3 separate regions of the Zea mays genome follow, and all the other regions are linked to region 1. A link is a contact called in public Hi-C data. All regions are on one chromosome and are shown on one strand. Each heading gives the region's core, a stretch centred on a gene start, on an enhancer-like site or on the middle of the called end of the contact. The rest is flanking DNA. Distances are from core to core; before and after follow the strand shown.

Region 1 (4,888 bases), core at 827-3,326:
ATTCTCAAATCTCAATTGACATTATAAAATATACAATCAGCTGAATAGACATTATTCTTTGCACATTTTTAACAACAAAAATAAATTATCACATCCTGATGACTCTTTGCAGTAAGTCCTGGAATAATGTTACCATAAGTCAAATGAACATGTATCAAATAATTCCATATCTACCTAATTCATCAGTGAAGATTAACTGTTCATTTGTGCAAATCCATAGGGTCTGGATCAATACCAAAAAAAATGAAAACATCCTTTTATTTTTAAATTCCAAGAGTAGTCTATATTTTGTGTCTACATATAGAAGTGTTCCATAGATCAACTATGTGGTAATTGTTAAAGACCTTTTCCTGCAACCATAGTTCATGCACTTCTTGTGATGTCAGGATTTTGTTGGAGCAAGCCATGCCAATGGTAAAAACAAAACCATATGGCACGTGATTTGCTTCTCTACAGAAATCTATACAAGGATTGACAGAGAGAATTAACTTCCCAGATGTGGGGAAACAATTAAAAAAGCATCTTCAGACATATCCAGGCAGCAATAGCAATAACCCTCCCCAGGAACACCTTCAAACTGATGAAAAAAAAAATAGTCTGTTTGATGAGGGAGACATGAGACATTCACTCTATCCGACATATATCAAATATACATAGTGTATCCAGATCAGAAAGTATGCTTAAAAGTTAAAACATTTCAGAATTTAACAGGATTCATCCGATAAGAACCTCATGCATAAAATGAAACGATAATCCAATCTCAATATATGAAAATTCCAAACAAGTATTGTGTCATCAACATTTTGTTTCAGCAATCCAATTGGTGTGCACACATATAAAATTGAACTTGGACTGCTTGGTTGTGGTAGGCTTGAACTCCAAACAAAATATTGCTGCCAACAGCAATACTAACAATTGCAATTTGCAAATACCTGGGTTCATGTTTCCCTTCATGATTCATAGACATGAGTCTATTATTCTGCAGTACAGAAATTCTTACCGTATAACCTTAAGGTAGCATTGGTTTCTGGATTTAGTGGAGAATTAGGTCTCGAGTTCTCCATACCTATGCCCTGGCCAATGGGCCATGGATACAAACCATGGTAGATCTTAGAATTTCCAAAATACCGTTTTTACCCATCTAACAAACTGTTTCCTCACATAAAATGATTGATCTCTCAAAGACTCAATCTTAAAGTTGCTAAATCAGCATTAGATTCTAAAATTGGCCTCGTGTCTTCCAATTACAGCATCACCCTCTGAATGTACAAGCCAAATAAGATAATGGTCACAGCTTGGGGCTAAACAAACGGCATTAAAGGCAACCAATCAGATCATATCACCTACATCGCTCTACAAACAAATAAACCAGGATTACTCACAGACAGGCATCACCGCACCATCTTCACAACATTTCACAAGCTTATAGATGAACCTACAGGTATACGAAACTAGCAAAAGGCAGTCCTAGTATTCACTGCTCCGTTCATGCCTTAAGTAAGTGAACACTTAAGAACCAAATGTGTAGCCCATAAGTAAGGCCGTAAGCAATGCCACATCTCTCTCGGAACAAGAGATCGCAATCACAAGCCGGTGTCAAGTTAGCACGATCGGCATTTGTACCAGTCTGTCGGGTCCAAAACAACCAAACCGACTTCGAAGAAAAATATGCTCGCCAGGTGCTTGATGATGTGGCAAGCCGAACGAAAGAGAACATGAAGCAAAGGGAACGAACCCGGGAGAGGTCTATGACGATGTAGAGGTAGCGGATGAGCCCCTTTTGGATGCGGGCAGCGGCGGCGGCGGCAGACCGGAGTAGGAGGCGCCGGCGGTACTGCGCGTGGACGAGGGTCTTGGTGTCGACGGGACGGAGGAGGCCCGACTCATCCTCCTGCAGTGACTCCCACGACCGTTCGTCCGCGTACGCGCGCTCCCACGCCTCCAGGACGCGGCCCTCACCGCCCTCATCCTCCTCGTCCTCCTCTTCGTCGCCTGGGTTGCGGCGCCGAGAGGCAGCGGTGGAGGGCGCGTTGAAGCCGCCGCCGACGCCGTACATGGTGTGGGCGTGGGGAAGGGGCGGCCGCCGACGCCGCCGGAAGAGTGGAACTGGAGGCGAGGTCGGGATTCGGGGACCAGCACATGGGCCAGGCGGGTGCTTGGTGCCTCCAGTTTGGGGCTCCTGGGCTTTTGGTTTGGTTTACAGGAGCCTTAAGCCCCTTTTACCAATTTTCTAAGCATCTGTTTGATACAGGAGCATTCAAAATAGAGGAATGCAAAAAAAAAAAAGCAGCGGAATATAGAAATACCGGTATATCAGAGTAAAGAAAATGTATACAGGAGACATCTGAATAGATAGTTTAGAACACAGCAACCAAAACATAAGAATGCAAGTGGTGCTGACTTCAAGAGTTTACACTTCGTTTTTTTTCTCTCTATGCCATCCTTGATGGAAAATGGGTCAACGAAACATGTGCTACCAACCATCAGACGACATTTGCCAGTCAGTGGTTATCTGATTTCTGCTTCCTTCCGTCAGCTCAGCAACAAAGTACTTAAACAGTGCTCTGAACTTGTCAACTGAGCAGGCGGCTGAAGTTGAGGAGACGTGTAGGCCGACTTTAGGCTAACTGCAGCGGCTGCCGGGCGTCGCGCCCCATCCCCTTACACATGACGGCGCACGGCAGTCCGCAGCGCTGCCCCTACGTCTACGGTGCCTCCCACGATGCAAGGGCGTGCCGTCCTCTTCTCTTTTCCACTGAATGTAGCGTGCGCTCGTCTTCTCTATTTTACTGTAATCTGGATTCGGCTCTAATTGTTAATATAAGAAAAATTAATAGTGGATAAAAAATAATATATGAAATAATATTTTATGGTTGTAGTGAGTTACAAGGGGAGAAAATAGGAGAGACCGCTGCGGGAGATGAAAAGTTAAAGGGCTGAAATATTGAAGATGTAACAAAAAAAAGTGATATATGGAGAGAAATTTAGAGAAGACCGCTGCAGATAGCCTTAGGTCCATGTTTCCCTTCATGATTCATGGAGAATAGTGGCTGACGTGCGACTAGCGTGCTAGTGTGGGCACCCTCTGCGCTCACACTCTAGCCCCGTCCCACGTGCCCTACCTCGGTGTCGTGCTCTGTGGGCCCCACGTGCAAAAAATAGTGCAAAACGATCACTCGAATCCATGCCTCTCTATTCCAGAAATTTGGGGCTAACCACCAGACCACGCGTATCTTAATATTTACAAATAAACAATAATTATATTTGAATACATATATCAATACTTATTTATAAGGTAAATAACAACCGTAGCAAAACACGAGCAATTGGCTAGTGTGTGTATATATAAGGTCGGTATATTAGAAGTCATGAGCTTCAAATAGTTAGAGCAAGCCCCGCCCGACCACCTATGTGACTTGTCCAGGCCAGCGCGTCCACCCACACCCTAAGCAGGCTGTTGGGTGCACCCCCCCCAACCCCACATCTGTGCGCGCAAAAAAAATAAGGAAGGCATACATGAGTCAAACACGTTACTCTACACGCGCGTAAATTTAGAAAAGAGATGTGTGACGATTTTTGAAAGTCGCCTAGAGGGGGGTTGTTGGTCACTTGTTCTCAAATGCTATGAGTTAAGAACAAGACAACACAAAACGTTAATAGTCAAAGACCTTCGTCCTTCGAAGCATTATCTCCCTTAGGATATAATGATCATCAGACGAAGGTTATGAAGGACATACCTTCATCATCTCAGCATATAATAATAAAAGTAGAAACATATGAGACATGGAAAATAACATGAATAATCATATGATATTATCAGGACATTTTTATTATATTATCATGAATGAATATGAACAATATCGAATTACATTTATACCTTCGGCTTGACAGAAGGTAAAAGGCTCGAGAGTGACGTGCAAGCGAATACAAGTCAACGTGAACAGTACAGTGCTACTATTCATCTATTTATAGACACAGGACACAGCTTGTGTAAATTACATTCATGCCCTTGACATTTACTATTGACCTAGGGATAATCTATCAAGGACTAGACAGCCTTTTCCCCTTTAGGTCGGTTCCATTTTTCGCTGCTAAGCCGAAGCTTCTCCACAGGTAGCTTCGGAACGGGTTCATCCTTCTCCCGATTCGTGCTTTTTATATCGTGTACAACTTCATCCTAAGGCCGAAGGTCCCTGTATATATATTTGAACTTGGGAAACATGTTAGTCATGTTTTTGAGGACCTTCGGAAGACGAAGGCCCCCAACAGTAGCCCCTCGCAGTATTAATTTGTTATAACAACGAATTTAGACTGCGACATGAACAAATGCCTTAAGCCGAAGTTCCGAAAAACACCTTCCCTTCGCTAGGATAGCGACAGTCAATGATAGACGGGACCCGCCAAGTTGTAGAGCACTAGGCGTATAAATATGAACCCACGGCGGCAGCATTTGATACGCCATTTCTGTTGCTTGCGTTATTTCCTCAAATTTTATCTCTTGCTTGCAAGTTTTTGCTTAAATTTTGAGCTTCGGTTTAAAGACGTGCTTGTTTCATATCTGAGGAGAAGATGACTAGTGAGGAGAAGAAGATAACTGAGGAGAAGATGACTGAGGAGAGGAAGATATCAGAGGAGAAGAAGTTGTATGAAGAGAAGAAAGTTATGGATCCTTTTATTGCTGGGTTTTACGAGTCTATGGCTAAGACGAATACAGAGAAAATTACTAAAGAAATAATGGAGGGTTTGTCTGAAAATTCTGATGACAGTGATAGTTATGATGTAGAGAGTGGAGATGAAGACTCTGAGGACCGGCCCTGGAGGCCAAGCCATACTATCTTCGGAAAATCGACCATCAAGCAAAGTCATATTGACGCCATGAGAGGGAGAT
Region 2 (4,888 bases), core at 1,246-3,745, 250 kb before region 1:
CAAACCCTCCATGAACAGTTATCCTTGTCGCATACAACCGTGTAACGACGTTTCTCGTACGAATGAAGTACTTTATACGGCCTCTTACGTAAGACTGCGTAATGCTGCAACCACCTCTTCAAGGCAGTTAGGTCCTTGAAGACCCTACCCTTTTCAATCATCATGCTAGGACCGACCTCAGGAGCGTCTAGCAGCTCATCATCCCTTCCTTCTGCATTTGCCTGATGAGAAAGACTAAGATCGCTGAACTCATGCACTCTAGGATCCCGACCGTCTGGAAAAACACGTTGCAACATCTCAATGTCACTCTCTGTGAGTTCACCAACCGAGCGATCATCATCTGAATCGGCAGCCATAGCAAAGGCATATGGCTCCTCTTCATTCCTAAACTCAGGACTGTTGGAGGCAATAAAACCATCACCGAAGCAGCCACGTGCCTCGGTCTGAGGATCAACCACAAGAGTAGGAGTCTCTCCTGCAACATGTACAAGATGATCAGTCCCACGTCAAATGGAATGAGCAAAGTGTTCATGGTCCAAAATGAAGATGTAATGCCAATAAGACTTACTGCAATTGGTTTGTGCCAAAGGGATACACGCAGCTAAATCTGTCTGCAGACCATCTCCTGGCTGACTTAATGGGATCAAATTGGGGCCAGATTGAGCATCAGGAACAGTTGACACGTCATCGATAGCACGATCAAAGTCTTCAGGGGGACGGTCTACTACAACCGGACGCACCACAACCTCCATGAGTTGCAAATGGGTCTTCATAGCCGAAGTAATATAATTATCCCAATCCAGTTGACAATCAACTGGGATGACTCGTCTTATGACATTTAGTGGATGACCAATATTAAGCACTCCGTCAACCGCAATGTCATCAGCTTCATGGTAACCTAACTTTTGTTTAGCCTTTGTAAACACATCTCTCAAGGAGGGTCTACCATCGAATAGTACCGGCACGTGTCGCATATCAATGAACTTGGCATTTCCATAAGGATCTTGTTCCACATTGCCTCCATGATACAAGCTCAAAAAATTGTCCATCTATTTGAAACACCAATTAAACATTTAATATAAACTGTGGATGGTTATTACCTAACCACAAACCACTAATTACTACCTAAATAAGTATAAATATAACCACCACCCACTAATATACTAACCACCTTATAAATTACTCATATATAATAATTGCAAATTTTGACAGCACCTCCCCTGCACGGGGAGGATAAAAAACATGCACATTTGACTCACATTCATAATATTCAATCAAATCAGCATTTATCACAATAACTAACATTCATTACATTCAAAAAACAACAAATCATAGCAATACAATCTAACATAATTAACACAAAATGCTTACACAATAACAAAAACCATATAAAATTTACCTATGCGGGCGCGACCGAGGGTCGGGGCGGCGGCGGCGCTTGTGGGGCGGGGCGGGGCTGCCGGGTCGGGCGGGGCGGCGCCGGCCGGTGGTGGAGCGCCGACCGTGGAGTAGCGCGGGCCGGGGGAGGACGGAGGGCGGCGCGGGGATCCGGCGACGGAGGGCGACGCGGGGTCCAGTGGGGGCGGCGTGAGTTCAAAATTTTGGGACATAATTTTGTCTCCCACGTTGAATACAGGGGGTCGGCGCCAAGATCTATGGCGCCGAACCCCCTGACACGTGTACCGCCGCCGACACGGGGGTCGGCGCCAAGATCTATGGCGCCGACCCCCTGACACGTCACTGCCAGCCAAGCCTCCACGTCAGGCAGACAGGCGCCAATATTATTGGCGCCGGCACACAGAAGCTCGGCGCCAATGATGACGACGCCGAGCTAAGGGTCCATTTTTTGAAATGAAACTGCCAGGGGCATAATTGTGCAAAAAAACATAAAAAGGGCCAAATTGCAAAAAAGTTGGCAATATATACTCACTACTCATAGATTGAGAGCATAGTTTGAAAGCTTAAATTTATGAAATCCTTGTAGAATGTGAGATTTCGTTCCAATGTAGAACCCATGTTTGTGAGTTTGACAGTCGAATGTATCAACCGCTACAGAAACTGGAATATTAATAATATTCGCTTTTCTAAAAAATACTCACTACTCAGTGATACTCCGGAACCCGGATTGGTGACCTCGAGCCGAACTGCAGTCGCTACCGCACCAGTAACGCGACGCTCGACGTGCCAGAACTGTAGGGTCGGGCACGTTTTCTCCCTTCCGGCTGAACCAGCGCTGCCACCTGCCAGTCGCCACGCCACACGCAGACACGCTCCTCTCGCCCGCGCCGGCCCCCGCCTCGGCCTCCTCGTCCCCTCCCCCTCACCGGCGCGCCTCATACGCGCCGCGTGCTCCTTCACGCGCTCCGCACGTGGGATGCGCAACCTGCTCCTGCCCCGTTGCCTCCTCTCCGCCCCCACCACCATGGCTCGTGCTTCCGTCTCCGGTTCCGCTGCGGTGGCCAAAGCACTGATCCCCTTAAACCCCGCCAGCGGCGGCCGCCTTCCTTCCCTGCTTCCTGCGCGCCTCCATGTCCCCGGGAGCAGCCGCGTGCTCCGCGGCGCCTCGCTCCGCTGCTATGCCGCCGCCGCCGCCGCTGTGGCCGAGCAGAGCCGCATCAAGGTGCAGAACCCCATCGTCGAGATGGACGGTACGTCGGCCTCCCGCATCTCCCCTTTCGTTTCGCGTGGGTGTAGGTGTGTGGATGAGCCTCCCGCCTCTCTTCTCTTTCGTTTCGCGTGGGCGTAGGCGTGTGGATGAGCTGATGACTGGACTGCTTTGGTTGTTTTGTTTTCAGGGGATGAGATGACGCGGGTCATCTGGAAGATGATAAAGGATAAGGTCTGTGGAATTTATATATTGTTTTCTGCTGTTTTAGATCCATAGTACGTAACCTATAATTTGATCACTTGATGGTTTGCTGATGCGAGCGGGATGAAATGGGGTTGAACTGTGTGTAGCTCATCTTCCCATACCTGGAGTTGGATGTGAAGTACTACGATCTTGGAATTCTCAATCGCGATGCCACCAATGATGAGGTCACCGTCGAGAGTGCCGAGGCTACATTGAAGTAAGTCATAATTCTGTTTTGTACACTCGGGTCCCGATTGGGCTAATGTTAAGCCAATTATTGTTCTTATCGCCAACTTTGTCGCCAAAGCATCTAGGAACAAGGTTGGAGGGCTTTTCATGGGGCATAATAATCTAGTTGGCTTGACAATCGTTATTTCTTCATTCATATTGCCTAATCATGGATGATTGTTCATAGCATGTAAATACTATGCATGCATGACAATTACCCTCCACTTATTAGAAGGTTAAGCACTAACATTAAGGTGTTGGGTTTAAAGTTCCTGGATTCCTTTTTCCTGATAGCTTTCCATGAAGAGTCTATCAAATATCTACAGTGGTGTGCATTTTCTTTGTGGCAGTTGGTAGATAAGTCCTTGCCTTTTGGCAATACTAGGAGACCAAAATGTTTTTGGTTTCCAATTCATTCTGTAACAGGGTTGCTGTACTCATTTCTAGTAATACATACTGGTGTAATGGTGCGATCCAGTACCCAGTCACTAGAAATATTTGGTTGGTTATTAAATATTAAATCGTCCACTCTTCTACTATTGTTCTGGTGATCATGATTTACATTCTTAGTGTCCTGGAGCTAAATATTTATTATAGATCGTCTTAGAATCATGCTGCACCTTCCGTGAACTTCATTCGCTTTCGAGTATCATGACACAAAATATTTATTATAGATCGTCTTAGAATCATGCTGCACCTTCCGTGAACTTCATTCGCTTGTGTAAAACCATTTTGTACACATTTTTGCATTGATAAGATCCTGTTTTGTGTCTCAACAGGTATAATGTTGCTGTTAAGTGTGCAACAATTACGCCTGGTAAGTCCCTTCAACTATGGTTTCCCATGTTCAATTATACATTTGGGCATTAATGTGCATTTTTTATGCAGACGAGACTCGAGTAAAAGAGTTTAAACTCAAGTCTATGTGGCGGAGTCCAAATGGCACAATAAGGAATATTCTAAATGGTTCACTCTCTGCTCTTTCTTATTTCTAGAAATCTAAGGTTTAACGTACTGGAAAATTATATGAAATGTCCTTGATCTTTGATAGCTAAATTTTAGCATCCATCCCTTGGCAGGGACTGTTTTTCGTGAGCCCATCTTGTGTAAAAACATCCCAAGAATCCTTTCTGGTAAGTAAATAGTACAGTATGGTGCGTTCAATGCAACAAATAATAAAGTTGCCAAATTATGAGATTTCATTCTTTAGGTTGGAAGAAACCTATTTGCATAGGAAGGCACGCCTTTGGTGACCAGTATCGAGCTACTGATATGATTATTAATGGTCCAGGAAAGCTCAAGATGGTATTTGGTGAGATCCAGTTGACAACTATTTTTGTCCTGTAATGATCTGCAGCATATGCTGTGGTAATTTTCTAATATGCTCTTTGTTGCTACTGAAAAATCAGTGCCTGATGGAGCTGACCCTATGGAGCTGGATGTTTATGATTTTAAGGGACCTGGTGTGGCATTATCAATGTACAATGTCGACGAGGTATTGTAGAACATCAATAGGACTTGTTGCTAATTGCTATCTTCTCTTGACTGGTATTCTAACTTCCTATCTCTATTTAGTCTATTAGGGCTTTCGCTGAGTCCTCCATGGCTATGGCTCTTTCAAAAAAGTGGCCTCTTTATCTCAGCACCAAGAATACAATCCTCAAGAAGTATGACGGCAGGTAGGGATCATTATCCTTTGATCTTTAAGCATTCTGTTGTTGGCTCAAAGACTACAAAGGACCCTTCTCTATGATGGCTCTGTATACATACATACATACTTACATAGTTTCATCTTTCTCTCTGAAATCT
Region 3 (4,888 bases), core at 968-3,467, 140 kb after region 1:
GCAAATCTTCTTTTGAGCTAGAATTTGCAGGAACAAAAGATGATACATATCAAAAGCTCAAAGAAGAGAATGAGAGGCTAAAAATGAGCTTGACACAACTAAAAGGGAAGTGCATTGCTCAACCTTCTCAAGATAACCGTGATCACATGGTGAAGAAGCTTGAGACGGGAACAACCGTGGTATGCACTACATCCCTTGAAGAAAATGTCAAGGACTTGAGGATTGTCAAGAGGGAGAAACGAAAGATGAAATTCAATACCTCCTCCAAAAGCCTTAACCACGCCTCCACAAAAGGTAACTTCCAAGGTAATGGTCAAGCCACACTTCACATTAAGAGGTGTAGTGAATGCTTTGAAAAGGGGCACTTGATTAGGTCATGTCCCTACATTAAAAATGGCTTGATTATTAACAAGGATGATAGACTTTGTTTTAAATGCTCCAAGAAGGGACACTTACTTAGATCTTGTCCCCATTTAAAACAAAGAGGCATAGGGTTAGAAAAGAAAACATTCACTAACCATGTAGCAAGCAAGAAACAAGGAAGGAAGAAATCTTCGAGGCCTGAAGATCGCCTATGCTACATATGCTGAAAGAAGGGACACCAATGCAAAGATTGTCTCATTGGTAACAACCCCACTCCTAGCTTGTCAATTAATTTTCATGTAACTAGGCAACCCAAAATTGCAACTTGTGCTAGAAAGGTAATGAGTTTACCTAGTGCTAACACAAAGGACTTTTGGGTTCCTAGATCTTTGTTGACTAACCGTGATGGACCCATCAAGCGATGGGTACCAAAATATGCTTGACAAGCTTTCCAGGAGAAGGAGATGATATGAAGCTTTGGGGTGCTTGAGAGAGTCCATTCAATACTCAATAACTCAAGCTATCAATCTTCAATAATCTATATATCCAAGATTGACCCAAAGTTATTTCAATTTATTATGTCTAATGCTCATATCATCTCGAGGAAGATATTATATGTTGTAGGAAATGAAGAAATATCATGTGCGAAAAATCAAGGCCTACAACATGGAGGAAAGCCAAAGGATGGTAACACTTATCTTTTAAGTGCAAATATTTTAGAATATCATTTCTTATGTGTCTTGTGTAGTCACATAGAAAAATTGAAGCACTTCAAACATCTTTAAATTTATATTACCATTCTTTGAAGAATTTCCTCTCATATGGTAGATTGCATACTCATCATTTCCATCCTATGGCAATCTACATGCTTTAAAATGTTGCAAGTATCTCATGGCATGTTTTTCACTAAGTTGTTTTATTATTGCCATGATTCTAGATATAGAGAGATATTTCAAATTCTTAAAAGGATAAGGTGTCATGTAAGGAATTCAAATCCTTAGGACACTTATAAAAAGAAAAACTATCTCTATAACTAGAATAGTGAGACTAATGATTTTATCTAAATAACCCAAGTAGTCTCACATCACTACACGACGGTTGATCTTTAGCGACCCTTATTAGGTACCAACTGTTGGTTGCTAAAGGTTAGGGACCGACGGTCAGTTGCTAAATCTTTTTGTAGCAACGGTCGGTTGGTCGCTAAAAGTTAAGAAATTTAACAACTTATGGTTGGTCGCTATAGATGTCATCGGGGACTAGCGGTGGGTCGCTATAGAGCAATGATAACTATCAAATCTTATAGCCTGAACGTACCCCTATAGATGTTAGTGACTAAAAATTAATTAAAACAAGTAAACATTGATCGCTAAATTGTGTGGTGATTTATTTCTTTTTTATATTGCTTGTATGTTTATTTCATGGTTTGTTTATGTATGGACATGACTATAGTATGCAACTATGTTCTTTGTGCTTATATGATATTAGATTCGAGTTGAAAGTCGTTTCAAATCCTACATAAAGAGTATGGATAAATCATGGATCACAAGTGAATGTTTTTCTAGGGAGACAAAGGTTTATAAACAAGGGGTGAACAGTTTTCTAGCTTTTTATGAATTTTTGAGTAATTTAAAAAAAGTGCTTGTTATTTATTTACCTTTGGAATGATTTTTTATTTATAATTGATTTTTTGGATATTTAATAAACATTTCTTGAAAATCCTAGTAAATTAATAATATAATTGTTATAAATAGTTTTTAGTTAATTGTTATAAATTTTATGGTTATTTAAAATTATATTTTGAAATTAGAGAGGAATTAGAAAAGAAATAAAAAAAACTAACCTAACCTAATCAGCCGGCCCACCAGGCCCATACCGGCCATGTCCCCAACCCTAGCCGCCACTACCCTGCTCCCTCTCCCAAGCCTCCGCCACTCCTTCTCCCTCCCCCTTTCTCTCTCTTCTCTCTCTACCGCCCCAGGCCCCCCCGATCTCCTCCTCCCACTCCGATCGCCCGACCGATCGCCGAGCTTCCCTGTTCCCTCCCCGCCCCCGCGACGCCGCGACGCCATGGAGCCGCCGCACGCTGAGCAGGCCGTCGCCGCTGTAGCAGCAGGAGGAGAGGGTGGCACTGCAAGCCCGGACACCGGCCTCGAAGGTGCTGCCTGCTTAACGTTTTTTTGTTTCGTTCAGATCTCCGGCCGGGCGTACGGCCGCGCGGATCTCTGGTAACCGCGTGGTACGAGAACGTGTGGCTTTTGCAGGGCCGTTGCTTAGCGCGGGGGCTGGACGGCGGTGGGGAAGGGGAGGACGGGGAGCTGGGGGCGGGGCAGGAGGCGGACGCACGGCTACCGGAGCGGCCTGGCGAGGCGGACTGTGGCTACTACCTCCGCACGGCTACCGGACCGGCCTGGCGAGGCGGCTGCGGCTATCGCTGGTGGCGTCGTGGGGTACAGTGACAGCGAGGTGTTCAGGTAACCATCACCGTCGTCCATCGCCACGGCTAGCTAGCAGTACTGCTACTCTTCCTCTCTCTCACGCGTCAACGGGTTCCAGTTTTCAGCAATTCACCTTTTTCCAGCAATTCACCTTTTCCACCTGCAGAGATGCGTCGAGTTCCTCAATTCTCCCAGGCAGGGTGGAACAAGAGGCAGTCAGGCAGATAACTCGATTGGAAGTTACCAGATTTCTCTGTTACCAGAATTTGCTGCGCATATGTGCGTAATCTGACTGCCAACAGGGTCTGCTAGTTTCTTTTGTGCGGTGCAAAGTTATATGTTTACATTTGCAGTTACATGTTCATATATATGTTTGAACTACTTTGTAGTGCATATACGTTTGATGTATTATATTGATGTCCAAAGATGCTGTCAGTGTTCACTTTTTGAAGACAAATTGTCCACTGGTACTCCTAGTCGATCGACTTTTGCCAATGTTATCTGGAAGTGGATGCATCTAGTTACATAATGATACTTGTGATGGTTACACAGGGATCTGCATATCTTTCCAGACAATCGTGTCTGCTCCATATTGCTAGGATCAATGGGAAAAAAATAATCTATAGTCGATGTCGCATTTGATGTCGTGATGACACCATTAAAAACTTATCTATCTTTTTTATAGCTCTCGATACTGTAAATTTAGATAGGATTTATATCTAGTCTATTGGAGATGCTCTAACTTAGGAATCCTTTTGCTTTCATGCCTCCTTCCCATCCCAGCCAAAATGTCTTCGGAGATACAATCTGCGGTTCATGACGTCGTCAGTGCAAGACAAGGCCGGAGCTAGCCCTGACCAGAAGCAGGAGCGTAGCACCAAGAAAGATGAATCTGGCGATCAAGAATCCGAAGCTGTCGGCGATGCGGTGCCATGAAAGGGTGTTTGCAAATATGTACAAAACATAATAACATGTGTAGGTTTTGTGAATGATTTTGTTGTGGTGCTTATTGATGGTTTATGTGATGTGGATCTATCATTGTGCAATACTAATTAAATTTGTATATCTATGTTATTATGTGTATAAAAATTGGTGATTTGTGATGCTTTTGTATATATAACAGTTGTTGAATATTAATTAATGGTATATTATTATTATTAACGACTATAACTAGGGGCAACTTTTTGTTGGTTGCTAAATGTATAGTATAACGACTCACGATTGGTTGCTAAATCTATAGTACAACAACCCACGGTTGGTCGCTAAATATACAATATTAGCAATGGACGGTCGGTCGCTAAAAAGATGTCGGTCGCTAAAGCCTTTAGTGACGGCACTTACAGCGACCATCCTTATGGGTCGCTAAAGGTTTTTAGCGACCAACCGTAGGTCGCTGAAGACCGTTTTAGCAACCAACCGTAGGTCGCTGTAAGTGAACCGTCGTGTAGTGCATGTAGAGAATAAGTTTCTCTTTGGAAATGTGTAATCTAACATGAAAAGAAAAATCAATCCAATGATTTATGATGTATTTCTACTTGCTCAAATTGGATATGATTCTTTCTCATTTATCGCTTTCCATATCATGAATTAGATTTATACTCGTAATCTTAAAAGATTATTTGTGCTTATTTTATGAGTTAAAATTAAGCATAACATCATCTATGTATAATCTAGTTTATGCTATGAAGTTTCCATGTTTTAGTAATCTAGCTTTTCATTCCTTATCAAAAATGGTGACAAAAATGGAAACTAGTGCTTGTGTTACTAACAAAGTATCTCTTGAGCCTACTTATGAATATCTACAAAAGAGAAAGTGCACAAGCCTCATGGGTTGCTCTTCACCCAAAAGAAGAAAGGTAGAAGCAAAGGTATGGGAACTTATCTTCTTCATCAAATTTAGTTCTCATCTCAATGGGTATTTAATCTAAACTATCATATTCTACCCATGTGAGGAATAGATTCTTTATTGGACCTAAATCAGCTAGACGTGCATTCAATCTCACTCTTTTAAATGCTCATGTCCATTAGAATCTATTTAATGCCTTTGCGATATTTATATATGTTATCATATTGATTTGCTTCCAAGTAAT

Evidence for each region. Hi-C and Micro-C count contacts between places; a contact is called where the count stands out from the background.
Region 2: a contact with region 1 is called in a Hi-C map of ear, with 2.4 times the contacts expected there. The contact joins the promoter of LOC100191657 here to the promoter of LOC100274342 in region 1. A contact is called at or near these places in 2 of 25 Hi-C or Micro-C datasets (ear and leaf).
Region 3: a Hi-C map of leaf shows a contact between it and region 1, with 10 times the contacts expected there. The contact joins the promoter of LOC109943983 here to the promoter of LOC100274342 in region 1. A contact is called at or near these places in 5 of 25 Hi-C or Micro-C datasets (ear, endosperm, leaf and 1 more) and 2 of 3 datasets of contacts at active chromatin or transcription factors (leaf and seedling).

Annotation. Positions count from the first base shown.
Region 1 is chr2:31,347,930-31,352,817 of Zm-B73-REFERENCE-NAM-5.0, reverse strand. It overlaps LOC100274342 (General transcription factor IIH subunit 2), which reads right to left and starts at 2,076. Exons shown (of 4, transcript NM_001148703.1): 1 at 1,736-2,076. The coding sequence starts at 2,056.
Region 2 is chr2:31,593,714-31,598,601 of Zm-B73-REFERENCE-NAM-5.0, reverse strand. LOC100191657 reads left to right here and starts at 2,495. Exons shown (of 15, transcript NM_001137086.1): 1 at 2,495-2,648; 2 at 2,796-2,839; 3 at 2,959-3,068; 4 at 3,859-3,896; 5 at 3,968-4,045; 6 at 4,159-4,212; 7 at 4,290-4,391; 8 at 4,489-4,574; 9 at 4,655-4,758. The coding sequence starts at 2,642.
Region 3 is chr2:31,205,901-31,210,788 of Zm-B73-REFERENCE-NAM-5.0, reverse strand. It overlaps LOC109943983 (DEAD-box ATP-dependent RNA helicase 30), which reads left to right and starts at 2,217. Exons shown (of 4, transcript XR_002267129.3): 1 at 2,217-2,518; 2 at 2,625-2,834; 3 at 2,965-3,077; 4 at 3,582-3,863. It also overlaps the pseudogene LOC103648522.